2 separate regions of the Bicyclus anynana genome follow, and region 2 is linked to region 1. The links are chromatin contacts, called in public Hi-C maps. All regions are on one chromosome and are shown on one strand. The core of a region is the stretch at or near the end of the contact, and the rest is flanking DNA. Distances in the headings are between cores, read along the strand shown. Region 1 holds the start of LOC112055298 (cytochrome P450 6B5-like). Region 2 holds the start of LOC112054520 (protein charybde).

The links. Hi-C and Micro-C count contacts between places; a contact is called where the count stands out from the background.
Region 2: a contact with region 1 is called in a Hi-C map of whole body, with 1.9 times the contacts expected there. The contact joins the promoter of LOC112054520 here to the promoter of LOC112055298 in region 1. A contact is called at or near these places in 2 of 2 Hi-C or Micro-C datasets (whole body and whole larva).

The regions. Positions count from the first base shown.
Region 1 is chr19:14,949,570-14,953,238 of ilBicAnyn1.1, forward strand. LOC112055298 (cytochrome P450 6B5-like) reads right to left here and starts at 1,788. Exons shown (of 3, transcript XM_024095333.2): 1 at 510-1,788; 2 at 104-357. The coding sequence starts at 1,615.
Region 2 is chr19:15,108,102-15,111,770 of ilBicAnyn1.1, forward strand. LOC112054520 (protein charybde) reads right to left here and starts at 1,610. Exons shown (of 3, transcript XM_024094336.2): 1 at 1,246-1,610; 2 at 589-934; 3 at 1-326. The coding sequence starts at 1,300. The coding sequence ends at 242.

The DNA.
Region 1 (3,669 bases), core at 538-3,037:
ATTTGAAGTGAAACTACTCACTAACTTCAAATATTGTTTTAACAATACCAGTATTTTGCATAATTAAATTAAAAAGCCAAAAATATAATTTGCCTATTCTTACCTATACACGATCGTGGTCCATCTCCAAAAGGCATAAATGTAAATTTTTTTATGTTTCCAATATTGTCAGGGTGGAATCGCTCAGGTCTGAACTCTTCAGGATCCTCAAAGTACTTTTCACTGCTGCTGAGAGCTTCTATTGACACTATTATTACGGAGCCGTCATCCAAGGTCACCTGGGTACCGGGTATGGTATATTTAGATGTTGTTCTTCTGATAATGAACCCGGGCGACGGAAGACAACGTAAGCTTTCTCTAAAAAAGAAGACAAAATAACTATTAAAATCCCACTTATCAAAAATGCCTTTGCGCTGTAAGAAATAACGAAGGCCTTCTAATAGAGGCGATATTAAAAAAAAATAAGTTTATCAGAGACACATAATTTACTTAATTCTTTAGTTACCTACCTGAAAGCCATTTCCAGGTATTTCATATCCCTAATGGCGTCATAGCAGAGTTTGCCGTTATACTTGGCGATAATTTCGTCAACTTCCTTCTGGCATCGCTCCTGAATTTCAGGATGATAAGCTAGGCAGTGAAGAAAGTAACTGCTGGCCGATGACGAAGTTTCAAATCCGGCAGCGAAAAAAACAAACACCTGCGCCGCAAGCAGTTCATCGTCCAAATCAAGTTCGACAATAGCCGGAGAACCATCAGGATTGCGATGCTCAATAGATTCCCCAACAATTTTGCCTTTCTGTCTGAGCTCTAAGAGAATATCTATAAAATCATTTCTACCTGAAGGTTGGTAGTTTCTCTGAGTCATGATTTCTTTGATGATTGACATGGTTTTGTGCTCGATTTCGGGTGCAAACTGTCGAGCATACTCAAAAGCTGAGGGAAAAGCCCTTTTCATCACATTAATGAATATATCCCTATTTGTATAAGTGAATATACGCTTGCCGAGTTTGCGAAAATCTGAGTTTTCTTCATTCAAAGCGTTCGAGTCGATACCAAAGCCGCACGCCCCGATAAAGTCGGTCGTGTATCTAGCCATCATTTCGCGTACGTCGACTTCGTCTTTCGTCGCCGCTTCATCAGCTAACTTCGTCAATTTGCCAGTCATTTCAACAATAAGTGGAAACATGGCCTTCAGTTTACCGCTCGAGAATGCCGGTGTCAACTTTTGCCTCATCAGTTTCCACGTGTCTCCCTCTGAGGTGAGTATATTCCTCATCAAAGGTTCCGTGAACTTCGTCCGGGGAATAAGTCCTCTGTGATGTATATCACGAAAGTCCGTCAGCAGTACATGCTTTATTAGTTCCGTATCAATGATGACGACGGCTGGGCTGTTCCCTTCGAAGAATCCAACGAATTTCTCATCCGGATGCGCCCGGTGGAGCGCAGCGAAACGTCCAGAAAGACTCACTTTATCAACATGCTGCCTCAGGTATCCCCCGAAGAATATCATCGGCTTCTCAAACTTGATTCCGCGCTTGCTGAAGAAATCGAAGTTTCTTGTCCCATAGAAATATAATGCTATCACAACTACTACTATTAGAAGCTGAATCATTTTGGAAATGCACGTAAATTACGTGTGTTCACGAAATCAGTTGCAAAACGAAAGGATTTACTCATTATTGTATCTCGCGATAAAATTTAATTACATTTTTGAAACACCGGAGAAAAGTTTACGACTTGAGACGATACGACAAACGTAAATTTTAAATAATAAAGATGTAGATCTCAAGTGTAAAGGTTGGTCCACCATTTTTACAGCTACAAATTATTTTCTACGAATATTACACACATAGTAATGTTGTATGAAAGCATGATATTTACAATGCTTTTTATGCTTTTAAGCGTACCTGTAACACCGGAAGTTTAAATTTTTCAGTCTAATATTTTGAAATATAAGAAGTTGTTTGTTACTAGTAAACATACATTTAATTCTTATTTTACCGGCTTCAAGTCGATACTTCAGAAGCGCACATCGTAAAGAAGCATCTTTAACTCTTCAATAGCGAATAAGTCAACGGCGTCTTCTATACGATGTCGTATCGGAAATTGTAAATAAAGTCTTTATCAAGATATCAATCATTAAATATTGATCGATTTTATTTAAGTAGGTGAACGTGTGATGACATAGAGATTAGATATGTTCCGTACCTTATTAACGTTTCGTCACTTTCAAAACAGAAGTGTATTTATTTATTTATTTAAACCTTTATCTATAATAATATTACACGTTTATGCAGAAGAGTTAGTAAAAAGCAAAAAAACGTCCAAACTTAGTTATTGGCTACCTACTCGTATCATACTTACCTATGGTTAGGAGCAAAGCCTAACTTTCAGCTTTCATAAAATGAGGTAGGCTATCACAGGTTCTCGTTTTAGTAATGAAATTATAAAATAGACCAGAAAAATGTAAAAATCAACACCATTCTTATGACCCCGTTTTAAAAATCGATTTAAATACATTAAGTGGTGAATTATTAATATGTATGTATGTTGTAATCAAAACTCAATTTCGTTTAGTTCAGCTAAACACACAACACACAAATTTTGATAATAACATATTAGATGTTTCAACGCGGGTAGCCCACATCAGAACAAGCTCAGCCATTTACTAAGTTTTACCATACTCAACTCAGGCATTTACTTTTGTTACCCCCCGTCTCACAATATTATTCACTAGCCACCGCCCCGCGGTTTAACCCGCGTAGTTCTTGTTCACGTGCGAATACTGGGATAAAATATAGCCTACGACATGCACAAATAACGTGGCTTTCTGGTGGTAAAAGAATTTTTAAAATCTTCACAAACTCTACCTCTTTATAATATTAATATTAATAAAGATTAGTATATTAATTAGTATAGATTACTAGCGGACGTCACTTCAGCAACTTCGTCCATGTGAAATTGATTTTTTCACGAATCTAACTTCTACGAAGTAAGCAACAATTTTTTCTGGAATTAAAAGTCGCCTATGTATGAATACAGGATAATTTCTATCTCCATTGAAAATTTCAGCTCATTTGGAAGCTACGGCGTGAAAGAGCACCTAACAAACACAGGCACACCTATGATTTAGAAATAAATGCAGGGCTAGGCCGCCTTCCTTTTTATTAGGACCGACAAAGACGTACCGCCAAGCGATTTAGCGTTCCGGTACGACGTCGTGTAGAAACTGAAAGGGGTGTGGATTTCATCCTCCTCCTAACAAGTTAGCCCGATTGCATTTTAGATTGCATCATCACTTACCATCAGGTGAGATTGTAGTCAAAGGCTAACTTGTAAATAAAAATATAATAAAATAAAAAAAGGAGACGGGATAAAGTCTTTTGCTTTCTTCTACGAATCGAGATGTGGGAGGTGTAAAAATATGAATAGATTATTAGAAATGGATTATTCTGTGTTAGGGACTGGGGTAAGAGGACGGTACGGTATACCGTATTAGCAGTCCGAGTTGTAGGTAAACACAACAGTTAGCATGCGTAATACGTTCATATTGTTATTTTTACTTGGACCGGTTTCTATTTGCCTGTAGCTCTTAGTTAGCCTTCTATAGGATTGTGCTGTTTCACATATTGCTATTGTTAGAGTGAGACGCACAATGTTTTGATT
Region 2 (3,669 bases), core at 360-2,859, 160 kb after region 1:
ACGTCGACGCTTTGGCGACAAAGCGCACTTCGCCGGCGGCCGCGGCGCGCCGGACGCTTACTACTACTATACATTACATATCACGCTGTGCTTTTTTCTCTTATTAAAAATATAATATACATAATATAATATTGATATTTAAAATAACGATACGTAGATATCGAGGAGGGCAATCAGTCGGCTCGCTCGCATCTCGCGCTAGACCCACACGCTCCGCGGCGTCGCTCGCTCGCTCGCTCGCTCACTCGGCTTGACTCCGGAACAACTTTTTCTTTTCTATCGTGAACTGGGGGCTGATGATGATGGTGCCGCCTCTCGTTAAGTTTCTGTGGAAGAAACGATCGATCAGTAAAGTCAATCAGGAAATTATAAATTAGTAACTTCGGGGATGTTTGCTAAATTAAGTCGATAACAAAATTATCGATATTTTATATTTTTATCATAGGCCACACTACAAACTCTAAACTTCAAAAAGAATGAAGTAAATTCCCAGATAAAATATTTTAAATGAAAAGTAGATTTTTTTTTATTTGAAACTAAGATTCTCAAAATTAACAGTAGGTACATAAAAATAAATCTCACACTCACTTTAAGAATTGCGGCAGCAGGCTGGTCCAGTTGGTGGCGTCGTGCTCCAGGTGCAGGTGTATCTCGTGCGTGGTGAGCGTGTTGGGGTCTATCTTGAAGGCCGCGAGCCGCCGGCCGGCCACGTCCACGATGACGGCGGCGCCGCGCGAGCCGCAGGGCTCGCCCTCGGCCAGCGCCAGCGTCTGGCGCGCCGCGCGGCACAGCAGCTCGGCCGGCACCAGCACCTCGGCCGTGGCCAGCTCGCTGGCTCCCTTGGCGGCGCGCAGCTCGCGCTCCAGCCGCTGGGCCAGCGCCGTCTCCGTGGGCACCGGCACGGGCGCCTCTCTCCATGTGGGCCCATTCCACGCTGCAACAATACACACCGACGGTTATTCACTTATTCATTTATTTTCTGATAATACACAGATGAAAGAAATGTATTTGCAAAATTTTCAAATTAGAATCTTACAAGGTTCTGAGAAATTCGAAATCCTAATAAGAATGTGATCAAGTTATCTGTTAAGTGTTAACAAGAAGCAGAACAGCTGTTGCGTCAGCTGACCGGGCCCGGCCGGGGCCGGAGTCTGTGCGCGCGCCGCCTAGCAACAGCTGACAGCCGCCGGTTAGAAAGTCGAACTTCCCTCCCCACTCGCCGAAGAATAGAAAGTGTGGACTCACCTTTTTCACTACTGAATCCGACGTTAAACTGACTCGTAACCGGCAGGATCTCCATGTTTTCCAAATTTTTACTTATATTGTACACTTTTAAACGCGATTTAAAACGAAGCGTTCCGTTGCGGAACTTAAAAAACTAGAAAAATATCACAAGTCTCTTTTGTACTGCGAATGCGCACTGAACGACCGGCTTCACGACCGGCGACTAGTTATCGTGAAGAGATCGATTGGAAGTTGTAACGTCCGAGGTTAACACGACTGCATCAGATCTGATCTCGTAACCTTAGGGCTTCGTCTCTCGCCCTCGGCTCACCGTTCGACCCACCCGACCCTGTCGCTCTGTGTGACGGACTGACGATTCCGGCGACTGTGCGCGGTATATATAGAAGGCCGCGGCCGGGGGTGCGGGGCGTCTCTCCGCGGGAGGCCGCGGGGTCCCCGCGCGCCAGTCGCGAGCGCCCGCGGAGTGCACCGCACGTCTCTGCGCCGTCGCGCGCCGGCCTCCGGCAAACGCCGGCCGGCTTCTTTGTTCTAGTTCCACCGGTGGAACATAACAGTTCGTTCACATGAAAAATTTTTCTAATTTTAAGTAATGGTGTTTCTTAAATGTTATCGTGTACGTTACTCATTTGTACATATTTTACAGCGAATAATATTGTTTTAGTTATAATTGTCGTTAGCAAATAAGAATCTGTTATGGTTTAGAAATAAGTATTTGTGAGGGTTCTTTGTTCCGATTGTAGTGTTATGCGATATTGTAAACTTATCGTCTATAGTAAAGATATCAGTAATCGTGGTGGTTTTAAGTGACTTGTAATCGAGATCCAATTGGTCGATGTCACTATGTTGTAAAAAATTTAGATTAAGTTTTTAGATATTAAAAATATTGTAAACGGATTGTTTGAATTACAAGAACAGAATATGAAAATTTAGATTTGTCAAATTTATATTATTGAATTGGAAGTCCAAGGTGTTACAAAATGTAATGTGCTAAAGGAAACAAGTTTTATTGTCACACAATTCATGTTAGCACGGATGACCATTGTTACGAAAAGACCCGATTCTGCGCACAATGCCTTTTGTTTTAGCACTTTTGTCATCGATAGACTTGGGAACTAAATGCACTTAGCAACAGTTTGTGTGATGTAAGATAATGGGAATTAAACGAACAAAAAGATCTAATAGTATCTGGCTATTGGTAACGGCAGTCATTATTATTACACTTCCGATGTTGCGTCAGCCCGGTAGAACTTTCGAGAATTTCTTTTGATGGTTTTGATGTATCGTTGTTCGAAGTTTTAACAAAGGTTAACAAATCGATTATGTGTAATCCTTTTGGTGAATTTATAGCAATTTTTCTCGATTTTTCAAAATAGGAAGAGGAGCTTAGATTTAGGGATAATATTACGAATGTATATGTTGTTGATTACTTTTTGCACTGTACTGAATTAATAGACGATAAAGGTAAATCAATTTATGTTATAGATAATATTTTTTATTACAGTATCAGCGACAGTCGTTTACAGGTGACAAAACAGATTACATTTCTAAGTGAAATATTTTTTTAAATAATTTTATCTACTTTTTACTGGTAAAAATGTTACACTGAGTTACATAACTACGTGGGTTTTTTGTCCATCGAAACAGTTAACTTAAACACTGCGTCTTTACGATCGCTTTCTGTCACAAACTAATCTACAAGGCTTTCAAAACTCAATATTTTAAAATTGAAAAAGGTAATAAAAAACCTCGTTAATTATATAGGTAATTACAAATGACTAACTCAATCGTAGATCAGTTATCAGAAAGAAAATCACATACATGTAAAAAACAAACAAATTAAAAAATACGTAAACCCAATTGCGCATAACGTAAAGAAAGTTCGAGACATAACAAACCATGTCAATCCTACCATTTAGGTAAAAAAAAACTCATAATGTATTGAAAAGTATAAAACTATGTATTTAAGTAAAACTTGCTAAAGGACAATATGGAAAATAAAACTTCATCATATATTCATAATCATTTAACTGTTAAAACTGTAGAACTTTCCAAAGAACAACACAAACATACATACATAAGCTCATAAGACATACAAATAGATAAACACTATCTCGAAAAACATGAAACAGCCACGCACAAATTATCTGATTACGTTAGCAGTAATGTCGAAGCTTTGCCACATCGGACCGCCATAGCAACTGATCCAATCTTTGAAACAGTTATCGTCATGACCATAAAAACAATTGGATAAAAAAGAGAAAAGGAAAGGCGGTAACACGGTTGCTAAGGGGAGCCGGCCGGCGAGCTGGCCTTGAGCGTCATGACTCACTCCGCGGCGCACGGCAGCGGAGCCGATCGCAAAACACGCTCATCGCGAACTTTCGTGATGCATTGTTACATTTTTTTCCATTAAACCAGCTAAGT